Regions from separate parts of the Rattus norvegicus genome. Here region 1 is linked to region 2. Evidence: chromatin contacts called from public Hi-C data. All regions are on one chromosome and are shown on one strand. The core of a region is the stretch at or near the end of the contact, and the rest is flanking DNA. Distances in the headings are between cores, read along the strand shown.

The links. A called contact is a pair of places that touch in the nucleus more often than the background predicts.
Region 1: a contact with region 2 is called in a Hi-C map of prefrontal cortex, with 2.2 times the contacts expected there. The contact joins the promoter of Resf1 here to the promoter of Amn1 in region 2. A contact is called at or near these places in 3 of 12 Hi-C or Micro-C datasets (the A7r5 cell line, mammary epithelial cells and prefrontal cortex).

What each region holds. Positions count from the first base shown.
Region 1 is chr4:184,061,065-184,068,213 of GRCr8, forward strand. It overlaps Resf1 (retroelement silencing factor 1), which reads left to right and starts at 5,716. Exons shown (of 5, transcript NM_001427734.1): 1 at 5,716-6,180; 2 at 6,589-6,646.
Region 2 is chr4:183,910,862-183,917,721 of GRCr8, forward strand. It overlaps Amn1 (antagonist of mitotic exit network 1 homolog), which reads right to left and starts at 2,550. Exons shown (of 7, transcript NM_001008333.2): 1 at 2,464-2,550. The coding sequence starts at 2,501. It also overlaps a transcript of Etfbkmt not described here.

The sequences.
Region 1 (7,149 bases), core at 4,466-6,965, 150 kb after region 2:
AGGTTGTGTTGTGGAACCAAAGGAAAATTCCACAAGCTACACCCCTCCCCTGATGGGTACATCGAGGCACACAGGATTGGTTGGAACCATTTGCCCTTTAACTTCATTGGTCCATGTCGTGGTCACATTGTCTTTGGTGACTGGAGCAATGCTGTGGTTTTGGGCGGTGGAAAGTCCCTGCTGGTCATAGGACCATGAGGACAGGGGGTAACTAGGTCATAAAACCACAAATGGGTGGGTGAGGTATAACTGGTGGAATTTCCCGGCAGGGGAGTTTTTCTTAGGGGAGGGGTGTAGCTTGTGGAATTTTCCTTTGGTTCCACAATATGGGTGTGTGTGTGTGTGTGTGTGTGTGTGTGTGTGTGTGTGTGTGTGTGTGTGTGTGGTATGGAGGGGGTGTCCGTGAAGAAGGCCCGCGGTAGCCATAAAGACCTTGGCTGGGGGTACCCTCACTTCCAAGAGTATCAGAGGGTACCAAACACTCAATGGTCACTTCCTCTGACTTAGGGAAACTTACCGAGTGGCCCCTGGTGGATGAGGTGAGCCAGAAGATGAGTCTTTGTGGTCTGAAGATAAGGGACAGGGTCCCAGTGTGGCTCAGACCCTGAGAGGGAGCACCGGGAGAGCCTTTAACATCAATGTAAGGGCTTTTCTGGAACAAGGGCATCTTGGCAGTCCAAAGGCAACGAACACCACAGATTCACCCCATGGAACAAACTTCACATTAGAGATTTATTGGGGGAGAAAAACAGCGAGGTCACCACTTCTAAACAGGAAGAGAAACAGCAGGGAGTCGGACTGAGGGGAAGGCGTTATAAGGTTTTGGGAGCATGCGCAGAAAGTATCTTAAGATGGAAACGTTGTTTGTCCGTTAAGGAGGATTGGGAATTTTTCCAAGTCTCTGAGCTTGGCGTCAAACCATGGGCAGGTGGTTCTTCTTTCGCTAACTTCTTGGACTTGGGGTCAAGGCAGGGTTAGGATGTTCTTTCCCTGTCTTTTACCCTAGAGTTATATCTCCGACTAGCGGGCTACACTGTTATTGAAGCAGCTGGTCCAAAAGAGGTATATGTGTTTAATTTATTTGGCTAACTAACTCATAATCTTGTAGAGTTGAAGAGACAAAAAGCAGCCATGACTACACATGCGCGCGCGCGCGCACACACACACACACACACACACACACACACACACACACACACACGCCCCCGTGTGCGGAGAAAGCAGAAAATGTCCTTGATGTGATAAGATCCCCACCCTTAAGCTATGGGAAAGATACAACCAAGCGTTCCCAGCAGTCAAAAAAGAGACACAACAGCTGTGGCCAGCTTGCAACAGGAAAGAATGCACTGCTCACTGATAACGGGAAAAGTTATCCCTTTCCAGGTCAAAGAGGTCCTTTTCCAGATGTATGGTCCCTCGTAGTCTGAACAAGCATTATCAGTTTGAAGGATAGCATTTCTTAACCCCTTTACCTAATCATGTAACTCCAAGGCTCAGAAGCCCCGGCTTTTTGATTTTGATGGCTGGACCTTGGCGGTCACAAGTCAGACTCAAGGAAGGGGCCAAATAAGAAGTTTAGTGGTTTAGCAAAAGAGAAGGGAGAAAGGGCAGATCCTGTGCCATGTTTGGACCTGTCAGGACCCTTCAGCATTTTCTATTTTTTTTTCTCTGTATAACCCTATACAGGCCAGGATAGACTCATTCACTCACAGAGATCTGTCCGCTACTCTTTCCCAGATGCTGGGATTATAAAAGTGTGTGCCACTAAACGCATAGAAGGTGCGTTTTCTTTCATGTACTTTGTAGATGGTGTTGCCATCCCATTTGCAGATCATGATAATAAGATCGTCAACGTCAACAGCTTATTTTTATTGAAGCCTGCCCCAACCAGCTGTAGCTATTTTGTTCCATGCCTACCAGCTATTTTATATTGTTGCTATAATATGTCTGCTAGTCATTGACACAGAAAAATAACTTGACTCAGAACTAGGCCCTGGTAAGAACATATCCTGTTGTGTTCTGTGTGATTTGTTAATCTTCAGAAATTCCACAAAGCTCTAGGTAGGACCCATCAAATTAAAGATCAATATGAACTGTAATGTCTAAAATGGCTTGAGACAGAGCTGGCCACCACATAGCACTTCCTGCATCTACGTATGAACTCGTTTTTTTGGGTTTTAGCCTCTATAAGCTAACAGAGAAAGATATTTGGTGTCCCAAATTCTGAGCTATGACTCTTATCAATCTTAGGGTGTGTGTTCAATAAACCATATCTGTCTGACTGAGATCAATGTTAGTGTGGTTTGTGGGGTGACTTCTGGACCCCAACAATCCTCACTGTAGTTGACCCATGATTACCAGTCAACGTAGGTACCTGGAATGGGAGTCTGGGAATTAAAGGACAGGGACCAGAGAAGAATGGAGCCAAGACAAATTTCTGATCAAGGCTCAACTTTATTGCGAGAAACAGCAGGCTTATAAAGGCAAAAACCACAAACCCAACCCCTAGACATAACTGACAACATAAATTACCTCATGCAGGGAAGCCAATGGCATAGATTTTCATTTGTGAGCACAGGTCCCTCTTTTTTTTTCATAATTTTATTTATTATATATAACTACACTGTAGCTGTCTTTAGACACACCAGAAGAGGGCATCAAATCCTATTATAGATGTTTATGAGCCACCATATGGTTGCTGGGATTTGAACGCAGGGCCTTTAGAAGAGCAGTACAGTGCTCTTAACCACTGAGCCATCTCTCCAGCCCAACACAGGTCTCTCTTAAAAGGTGAAACTGAGATCAGGCCAAAAACAGAACTCCCAACCTGGCCGGGAAAATTCCACCAAGTGCTGTGATAGCAAAAATAGCTGATGGGGCAACTCCTGCTATGCAGGTTTGGACACAACCTCCACACCTCACAAAACTGCAACTTGTCTGAAATGCATTTTCAGGCTCATCCCACCCAACTGAATCCCTAATGTTATGGTTTGACGCCCTCCCCTGCAGAGGAGCTGTATCCCTTTTGTCTTATGCCTGCCAACTATTTAATATTGTTTCTATAACATGCCCACCAGTCATTGACACCGAGAGGTGACTTGGCTTGGAGTAGTGATATGCTGGCCATGTGCCTTCTTTTGTTCTGAATGCTCTGTATGAGGTTTGCTAATCTTAAGAAATCCCACAAAGCTTTAAGTAGGACCCATCAAATCAATGGTTAGTATGAACTGTTATGTCTAAAATGGCTTGTCAGAGATGATCATCGTGCAGTCCTTCGTACAACTGGATTGGAGCTCCCTGTGGTTTTTGTGGCTGACATTGAAGAATGCTACTAATATTACAAAAAGTTACGATTATAATACTCATACTATGTTATCCCATACATACCTTACCTGGGACCAATCAGCTTAAAGGGTAGCTGGTAATACTTTGCCTAGTAAGCCTACTGCTCCCCTTCTTGCACTTCAAACTTTTGAACCTGTTTTTCCTATAAAAAGCAGACTAGGACTACAATTATGTTTCCCAGTTCTTTCAGCCGGCCTGTACATTCATTAATAGGGTATGTGTTCAGTAAGCTATTCTTGCTTAACTGAGATCAGTGTTCATTTAGCTTTGTTGGGTGTCCTGTCCTGCAGGACAGTCAATGAGGGTCCAGAGGGTACCTGGAAGAGAATGGGGGACAAGAGGCGTAAAGAAGGATGCCAAGACAAGAGTCTGATCAAGGCAACAAATTTTATTTTTTCCCAAGGCTGAATTTATACCATAGCAGGGGTAACCCGAGGGAGTGGGGGAAGTGGGAAACATTTATGAAGGCCAAGGACATAGTGCTCTTGTAGTCAGTTGATGTCAACAGGATGTTGGTTGTTCAGAAAGGTCACATGTTTGTCCTATTGTTAGGCATCTTGATGTCAGATGTATTTTTCAGGAAGGTCAGAAGTTTGTCATATCACTAGTCATACTGATCACCAGATTTGTATGAGTCTTCTGAAACTGACTGGGGGTTTTCCATGAACCCAGTTATACTTAGTTCTAACTATAATATTAACATCAATAATGGAGGGTTTTAAGGGCACCGCTCCCAACATGAATAGCTGAAGAATGATACCCCAGACTCATAGTATGCAAAAGCAAAGAACACATTTGGCTATTTGGCCAAATTGCTCCTTTCAGTTTGTGTGGTGATTCCTTAACCCCAACAGTACATTTCCACTGGCCCTTGGCGTTTTACTCCATAAGCCTTCAGGTGATTCTGAAATGTTGTTCAAAAACTCGTCCCTCTTGCCTACCCACTCAAGGCCTGAACCTGGCTTTCAGCCTGTACAAGTTAACTCTTATATGACCGTGTACCAGGAAGTTTGTGTTCCAGGAACTCGGAGGCATCATGAGATCAGATAGCTGTACTCCAAGGGCATAAATGACCTCCTCCACCCTGTCACTGTTGGACCCCCGAATCGGAAGCCCTTCTCAAGTCTCGGATATTGGGAATCCCCGAAGAACACTTGAGACACTTCTTGTTGCAAAAGCATGAGGTATCTTTAATGGCGGAGCTCCAGGCCGACACGTGTCTCTCGAAGGAGACAGAGGAGTCGACCCGGACTTTTAGAAGCAAGGGGTTTTTACAGGGTGAGGAACAGGGGGATGGGGAGAGTTGGCGCAGCTACAAGTGATTGGCTCATTCAAACATAGCAGTGAGATCACAACACAGCAGAAGAGTACGTGCTGACTGGGGCGTTCGGGATTTTAGAGCCAGGGGCTTATCAGGGTTTGAAGGACATCTGGTTAAAGTGTCACCCTGAGTAAGCTGGGGGAGATGCCCTCCTGCTAGATGGTTTATGAGTCAGCCGTGATAGCCTGGGTTGGTTCCTGCATTCCTTTTCTTTATCTTTATGGTCTGTTAGTCCTAGCGGCAGGGCGGGCCCCAGCATGCCTGGACTTGCTTGGGCTTGTTTTTCACAGTGTTTAGCCCTGAGTCTGTGAATTTTGAAACTTATTCTTTTTTTTAAAGATTTATTTATTTATTCTATGTAAGTACACTGTAGCTGTCTTCAGACACACCAGAAGAGGGCATCGGATCTCATTACAGATGGCTGTGAGCCACCATGTGATTGCTGGGATTTGAACTCAGGACCTCTGGGAGAGCAGTCAGTGCTCTTAACCACTGAGCCATCTCTCCAGCCCGAAACTTATTCTTTTAATTTTACATTTTTAAACCTTAAATCCGTATAATTTTCCTTTCATAACCAGAGTTCCAAGAAAACCCACAAAGAACATCTGTGGGACCCCAGATACCCCTTTTGTCCGCTCAAAACTTGCTTAAGTTTGAATAAGCGTGAGGACCAATCATGTATCACCCCTCCATCCTTTTCCCCTGCTCCTTGTCCAAAACTCTGTGCTTTTGTAGTTCGGGACCAATCCCTTTGCCTCCTGTGAGAGGTACGTATTGGTCCAGAACTCTGCCCGAATACAGCCTGTTGCTTTTGCATCGAACTGGGTCTCTTGTCGTTCTTGGGCGCCGCCCTTCCCGAATTGAGTGAGGCTGAGGAATTCGGACTTAACAATTCTTACATGAATTCTGTGTGCAGAGCTAAGTAAGCTTCCTTCTCCATTCAGACTGCAGAAGGCGCACCTGCCGGGCACTAGGACCTCAGCCCGGGCGCTGGCGCACGGGGGCGGAGCGGGGAGCCAGCTAGACCCGCCCCGACAGAGGCCGCCACCAAACCTCTGCGCGCTCTACGCTCGTCTGAGGCCTCGTTCGGTGCTATTGGCTTGTAAGCGCTCGCCGTGCGGCAGGGCCGCTTCGGGTCGGGCTTTTGTTCTGCGCCCTGGACTCGGGGCTGGGTTTCGTTCACCTCTGTTCTGGCGGAGGGCCGCCACCCGGGCCCTCGCTATACCGCGGGGTCGCTGCGCGCTGAGCGGGCGCGGTCTGCGGTTCTTGGCCAGAGGTGGCAGGCGGGCTTGTTGCAGCTTCGCGTTCCTTCCGGTTTCGGAAGGAGAAGCAGAGCTTTGTTTTGCTTTTCGGTTTCTTTCTGTGTCGGTCTTCCGCGCCTGGCCTCTGCGACCCAGTGGAATTTGCCTTCCACTGCCTCCCAGGAGCGCCCAGGCCTGGGTTTGCGCCGCGGCCCGCAGCATCTCCGAAGCTGTTTGCATTAAGAGTGCCTTCCTAGAAAAATGGAAAAACAGGTAAAGTGGGTGAGCTTGCGTGCATTTCAGTAGGCCAGGTACAGAACTTGCGTGGGTATTTAAATTGTCTGCTGAGTAAGTTACGTTTAAGGGGAATCTTAAGTTTGTTTCTTGTTAACATGCAGATATGCTAAGGTCTTAAGTTACTGCTCCACTCAGCCCTAATCAGGTTCTCCTTTATCAGTCCACTAAAATAACTAAAGAAATATTTTACTGCTTTGGTATTATAGGACTTAGAGAGGCCCGCTTGAATTCTATTAGCAGGGAATATTTTGAAAATAGCCTAATTCAGTAGTTTTGTTTTTAACACACCGGATTCCAATTCAGTAAACTTAGTATGCTCCCGGTACCACTTTAAGGGAAATAGACTAGACCTTAACTCTTAAAAATGTTTCTTGCTTTTTTTAGGATTAGAGGCATGAATATACTCACTGTGGGAGAGACTAAAAGGTAAAATTGTATTCAGGTAAGCCTGTCTTTTATAAAGCCCTATCCTAGTTCTACATTATACCATGGAGTAACTCATTTTGGAATAAAGAATATCAACACTGGTCAAACCTACAGAACTTGGCCCGGCCTATGCTTGCCTTTAAATTTCCACATTTGGGAGGCAAAGGCAGTCAGATCTGAGTTTAAAGCTAGCCTTGTCTACATACCAAATTCCAGTTTTGCTAGGAATGCGTATTGAAAGACTCAACTCTCACCAAACAAAACCTTCACAGAACCAATGGGACACAGTGGATTTGATGGCAAAGCTTAAGGAAAAAAATGTTGATATGGTACTTAGCAGTTTGAATTTTGCCTTAATGAGATAGTGGAGAGATGATTTTTTTGTTTTGTTTCTGGTTTTTTTTGTTTTGTTTTTTTTTTTGTTTTTGTTTTTGTTTTTGTTTTTTAAATTTTGTCAGTGTTGGAGCTGGAACTCTGGGCCAGATTGCTTCCGTGGGAAAGATTGTGGTAGGTGTTGAA
Region 2 (6,860 bases), core at 1,300-3,799:
CTTTAGCACCACAAAAACAAAAAAGCCAACAAACCAGGTGTCTTAGTCAGGGTTTCTATCGCTGCAATGTAACACCAAGACCAAGAAGCACGGTGGGGAGGAAAGGGTTTATTCAGCTTACACTTTTTCACTGCTGTTCTTCACCAAAAAAAGTCAGGACTGGAACTCATACAGGAACCTGGAGACAAGGGCTGATACAAAGGCCACAGAGGAGTGCCACTTTACTAGATTGCTTCCCCTGGCTTGCTCATCTTGCTTTCTTATAGAACTCAGGACCACTAGCCTAGAGAGATGGTACCACAAATAATGGCCTGGGCCTTCTCCCCAGATCACTAATTGAGAAAATGCCTTACAGCTGGATCTCATGGAGGCATTTCCTCAATTGAGGCTCCTTTCTCTGCGTGTGTCAACACACAAAACAAGCCAATATACCAGAATAGGTAGTTCTTTAGCCTCTTTTAAAGCAACATAACCAGCATGTCTTATGGCCTCAAATTCTGGCCATCTGAGAAACTCATACTTGTCAAGCAACCCAAAATTCTGTTTACAAACCACACACACACACACACACACACACACACACACACACACATCTCACGAATGACAATAATCATATACTTGTGATCATTTTTAGTACAATCCCTTTTCCCTTTTTGCTTATTTCAATCTTCCTTTCTGACCTTATGCACACTCTGTTAGTGTCTTATGTTAATCTAGGATATATTCTTCCTTCCCCTTTGCTTGCAAACACAACCCCACACAAACATATAATAGGTGTTTTGGGAAGGGAGGTCTCAGTTTCCCTTAAACAACATCCCAGGATAGTCACTTCTTAGTACCCACTGTCTTTTTCATTCAACAATCTCTTATGAGAATCCTTCAAAGCATTTCAGTATTTTCATTCTTTGTAACAGCTCCAAGTTTCATAGTGGTCATCTCACTTAGTTACTTCACTTTAGAAAAGCACCCATATTGTTCTGTGGTATGGTAACAATATTGTCAGATTGCTTTCTAGAAAGTCGGTTTTAAGTTCTATCTACACAGACAAGTACACAGACATACTTGGAGTTCCAGCACTCTGTGGTCATAGGCAAGAAGGATTGTAACGTTCAGGGTCATTCTCTGCCACATGAATCTGAGGTCTGCTAAGTTACATTGAGTCCCTGTCCTCAGAAAACCAAAGCCAAAACACAAGCTGGTGCTAACTCAAGTCTGTAATCTCAGCATTTGGAAGGCTGGGGCAGAAGGCCTAAGGGTTCAAGGTAAGGCTGGAGAGACAGCTCAGAGGTTAAGAGGACTGACTGCTCTTCCAGAGGTCCTGAGTTCAATTCCCAGCAACCACATAGTGGCTCACAACCATCTGTAATGAGATCTGGTGCCCTCCTCTGACCCTCAGGCACACATGCAGGTAGAACACTGTGTACATAATAAATCTTAAAAAAAAAAAAAAAGTTCAAGGTTAGTCCGTGCCAGAAGATTCTGTCTCAAAACAAAAAGGATGCAAGTGAGTTGGCATTATGCCTAGTACCCAGGAGGTTTAGGTAAACTAGGAATAGTAGTGTATGTCTGTAATCTCAACATCCAGGAAATGGAAACAGGAAGATCAGAAGTTTATCCTTGGCTACACAGTGTGTCCTAGGCCAGCATGGGCTACATGAGATGGTCTCAAGGAAAAAAATAAATAGCAACAAAACAATACAGAAGAAAACACAGGAACTTAGGTAAGAAATAACATTTGCTTATGTACTGTTAGATTCACCAACGGAACCCAAGTAGTCTGTCTTTGTGGCTTCCAATCTTAAACCATTACTGCTTTTGTTCCTAGAGTTTTTCTTTTTTAAAAATAGAAATAACGAATAACACAGAGGCGTGACTCTAACTCACTATATAGCTGAAGAGGGCCTTGAACTTTTGATCATCTCAAACGGTGTTTGCTGTCATGCTCAGGTTTTACATATAGTAAGCTGATTCTCACAAAGAATCCCTGAGATAGGTACTGATACACGAATTTTCAAGATTCTATTTATTGGCTTGGGTGTGTTTGTCTTACAACATTACACCGTTAGCCTCGAATTTGTGGCAATCTTCCTGTTTCAGTTTTCAGATGGCTGGGACTACAGGCGTGAACTCCATGCCCTGCTGTTACCCGAATTTTAGAAAGCTCTCCTGTATCAGGAGAGATAAGTTACTGTTCATGGTTCCAAAGCTATCAAGTCGCGCCGGTATTAGCGGAGGTTTGTTTGTCCAGCCCGGATCCAGGTTTCTTTTGTTCTGCCTAGATACTCAGCGCACACCCGAGCCCATCCATCGGGTGGAGCCACCAGCCCCACGCTGCACCACGGTCCTCAGCGACCAGGCGCAAGGCCGGGCCAAGGACTAGGATCCAGCCGGACATGAGTAGGTGAGGGAAAGGACTGGGGGCTGGGGCGGACACGAAGGAGGGCTGGCCAGGGGAGGACTCACAGTTCCAGAAGTTGACTGACTACTCGCGACGAAGGCATCGCGGAAGCCCTCTTAAGCTTGGACCGCAGTTACGGCCCTCCATAAACAACTTCCGGTCGCGCAGGACTGGTAAATCCAAATGACGTCACAGGGAGTCGGCCCGAGGCGTGACCACATTAAAAGCGGAAAAGGAAGGCCCGGAGCTCTCTCGCAGCGAAGCTTTTTAGGGCAGCGCAGAACAAGCTGGCACTCAAAATGTAGGGGCACCCAAAACGGGGGCAAAGCCCCCTGGGACTTGTAGTTCTTTCTGCCCGCCATTGCAAGTTACTGCTCCTCCTGCCCCAGCGTTGCCTGAAGTCGCTGTCCAAGCAAAGGCTGCTGGCAGGTCATTTGCTTTTGCTGTTGCTGAAAGACCCTCAAATGGAGGAGACTCTTGCTCCAATCCTGAGAATGACACCACCCCACGAACACACGGGACTCATGTCTTGATGCAAAAGCAAGAGGTTAACTCGGGATACCATAGCACTGGGGCTCGACACGGTCCTCATGCAGGAGGGATGTGAAGAGCCCCGGACAGCAAAAATATACAGTTTATATAGACCTTACAAGGTCACAGCTATATCAGCACAGCTATTTCGTTACCAAGGATATCTAACTTGGCAGATGTCCCCCCCCACCCCCCGTAGTTCCCAGAACGACACAATCTATACCATCTGTTCTTATGGCCGGCAGACTTCCTGGAAAGTAGATGGGAATGTACTTTCTGTACTTTCTGGTCTATAGTCTAGCATCTAGCTAAGCAGAGGCCAACTTAAAGTTTTTCACACTTAAGAGATGGCTGCACTGATGTCAAACGGGGATCTTTCATTGCAATGAGGAATCCCATGAGGAAAATCAAGTGTCTAGACAGATACAGGCACCACCGACGTCAAACACACGGTTTACAGGACGGCAGTAGTTATCTCCACTGAGTATACCTGAAGCAAGAGCTAAACTGTGCAGTTTTGCATGATTTCAGGAATGAGACATGTTAGGGCTTGCTCCTTTAAACATGACTGTAGCCATTTTGTATTTAGTCTCCATTTTGTGCATAAGGTGAAATTAAGTTCAGGTTCTCAGATTGCGCTTTGTAGAAGTAATAATTCGTAGCTGACATGATATTCTCCATAACTTTATGGTTGTATTGCTCATGCTCTGTTATCTCAATATTCTGGAAAACCCCTAACCACTACCTTACTTACCTCAATTAGTACAAATAAGGTTAAATGTCAGCTGATAATATTTTGTCTAGTTAGCCACAAGGGAATATCGCTCCTCCCTTATCATCTGTACTTGGTTTTCCTATAAAAAGCCTGCCCTGAGCGTCACAGTCTAGCTTCTGAGTCCTTTCATTCAGTAAGTTTTCATCATATCTGAGATCAGTGTTTCAGTGGTCAGTGTGTGGCTATTCCTAGACCCACAACAGGACATACTCACTATAATCCCGCTAAATTGAAAATCTGTGGCCTGTTTTTCAGACAAGAATGCTAGGGTCTGAGAATTTGGGAATAATCCGCTATGAAAACCAAGTTCAAGCCAACAAAAGTTTCTTTATTCATAAAACTAATATATCAGGGAAGATAGCTGGGTTCAGAATCCATACAGTGTCAGTAGTGGAGGGCAGAGAAGGACAGAGCAACCTTTGAAAGCAAAAACAAAACAAAACACCCACAAATTAGGTGGGGTACAGTCAAGAATAGAGGAAACCAATTGGGTACGTACATCGTATGTTTCCAACTGGTTTCACACCTGGCACCTTAAGAAGTGCATTAGTATCCATCCAGTAACTCAGATGGCTTTCCTGATAACTTGGCCTGGATTGAGACCAGCCAATCAGAACTTCTTGAGCAGCTTCTGGGCTTCAGTCCTGTATCGTTCTAACCAACAAAGGATGGGTAGGTAGAGACATCTCTACCTCAGTTCATATGGGGAACCTGGGGCCAGAAGCAATTTCTGGAAATTCAGTTGTCTCTTTTACTTTTTCTTTTTTCAAGAGCACAAATCTACTTTTATTTATTTATTCTTTGTTAGTTTAAATCTGGGATGGGTACAGCATCATAGCATCACACCAATTCTGGGTCCGATGGCCTTTGAAGGAAGGTTGCTTCGGAATTTGGCACGAACCATGCCACTGTTTCCATGGGCCCGAGATACTTTTCCCAAGATCACTCTGGTTTTGTTTGGTTTGCCTCCAGGAGTCACTGTATTGTTTTTGCTTTGTGAACATAGGCACACCTCTTGCCTAAGTAGAACTCAGTTTCATCTCGGGCATAAACACCTTCAATTTTAAGAAGAGCTGTGCACTCTCTTTGGTTCTGGAGGCCTTGCTTGTAGCCAGCAAAAATGGCCTTGCACCACAGCCTTCCAGACATTCTTGTTTTTTTTAGGAGTCCTCTTCCCAGCAGGCCTCCAAAGGTGCCAAGATGGTGGAAAGAGCAAGTTGTTTCTTAGAATTTAGTTTAATACAAAATGGAGACTATGTACAAGATGGAGTCCCTGTAGCTAAGGAGACCTTCAGCAAGAACATTCTGTACAACACATAAAGACGGTAAGAATGTCATTGTAGAGGAGACTGGGTCTTCAAAAAGGATCATGAAGGGGCCTGGCTAACCCTACGTAGGATTCTCTCTTTATGGCTCTGCTATAGAAAACTCGTGACTTTTAAATGCTGTTTTTCAAGACTTTAGTCAACTAAGCCACGGACAGAGGGTAAAAATCGCCATTTTACCAAAAGCAATCTACAGATTCAATGCAATCCCCATCAAAATTCCAATCCAATTCTTCATAGAGTTAGACAGAACAATTTGCAAATTCATCTGGATTAACAAAAAACCCAGGATAGCTAAAAGTATCCTCAACAATAAAAGGACTTCCGGGGGAATCACTATCCCTGAACTCAAGCAGTATTACAGAGCAATAGTGATAAAAACTGCATGGTATTGGTACAGAGACAGACAGATAGACCAATGGAATAGAATTGAAGACCCAGAAATGAACCCACATACCTATGGTCACCTGATTTTTGACAAAGGAGCCAAGACCATCCAATGGAAAAAAGATAGGATTTTCAGCAAATGGTGCTGGTTCAACTGGAGGTCAGCATGTAGAAGAATGCAGATCGATCCATGCTTATCACCCTGTACAAAGCTTTATTCCAAGTGGATCAAGGACCTCCATATCAAACCAGATACACTCAATCTAATAAAAGAAAAAGTGAGGAAGAATCTCGAACACATGGGCACTGGAGAAAACTTCCTAAACAAAACACCAATGGCTTATGCTCTAAGATCAAGAATTGACAAATGGGATTTCATAAAACTACAAAGCTTCTGTAAGGCAAAGGACACTGTTGTTGGGACAAAATGACAACCAACATATTGGGAAAAGATCTTTACCAATCTTACAACTGACAGAGGACTCATATCCAAAATACACAAATAACTCATGAAGTTAGCCTGCAGGGAGACAAATAACCCTATTAAAAATGGGGTTCAGGGGGTGGGGACTTAGCTCAGTGGTAGAGCACTTGCCTAGCAAGTGCAAGGCCCTGGTTCGGTCCTCAGCTCCAAAAAAAAAAAAAAAAAAAAAAAAAAAAAAAAAAAAATAGGGTTCAGAGCTAAACAAAGAATTGACAGCTGAGGAATGCCGAATGGCTGAGAAACACCTAAAGAAATGTTCAACATCTTTAGTCATAAGGGAAATGCAAATCAAAACAACCCTGAGATTCCACCTCACACCAGTCAGAACAGCTAAGATCAAAAACTCCAGTGACAGCAAATGCTGGCGAGGATGTGGAGAAAGAGGAACACTCTTCCATTGTTGGTGGGATTTCAGAGTGGTACAACCATTCTGGAAATCAGTCTGGAGGTTCCTCAGAAAATTGGACAGTGAACTACCTGAGGACCCAGCTATACCTCTCTTTGGCATATACCCAAAAGATGCCCCAACATACAACAAAGAGACATGTTCATAGCAGCCTTATTTATAATAGCCAGAAGCTGGAAAGAACCCAGATGCCCTTCAACAGAGGAATGGATACAGAAAATGTGGTACATCTACACAATGGAAAATTACTCAGCTATCAAAAACAATGCCTTTATGAAATTTATAGGCAAATGGATGGAACCTGGAAAATATCATCCTGAGTGAGGTAACCCAATCACAGAAAAACACACATGGTATGCACTCATTGATAAGTGGCTATTAGCCCAAATGCTTGAATTACCTTAGATGCATAGAACACATGAAACTCAAGACGGATGATCAAAATGCAGATGCTTCACTCCTTCTTTAAAAGGGGAACAAGAATACCCTTGGGAGAGGATAGGAAGGCAAAGTTTAGGACAGAGACTGAAGGAACACCCATTCAGAGCCTGCCC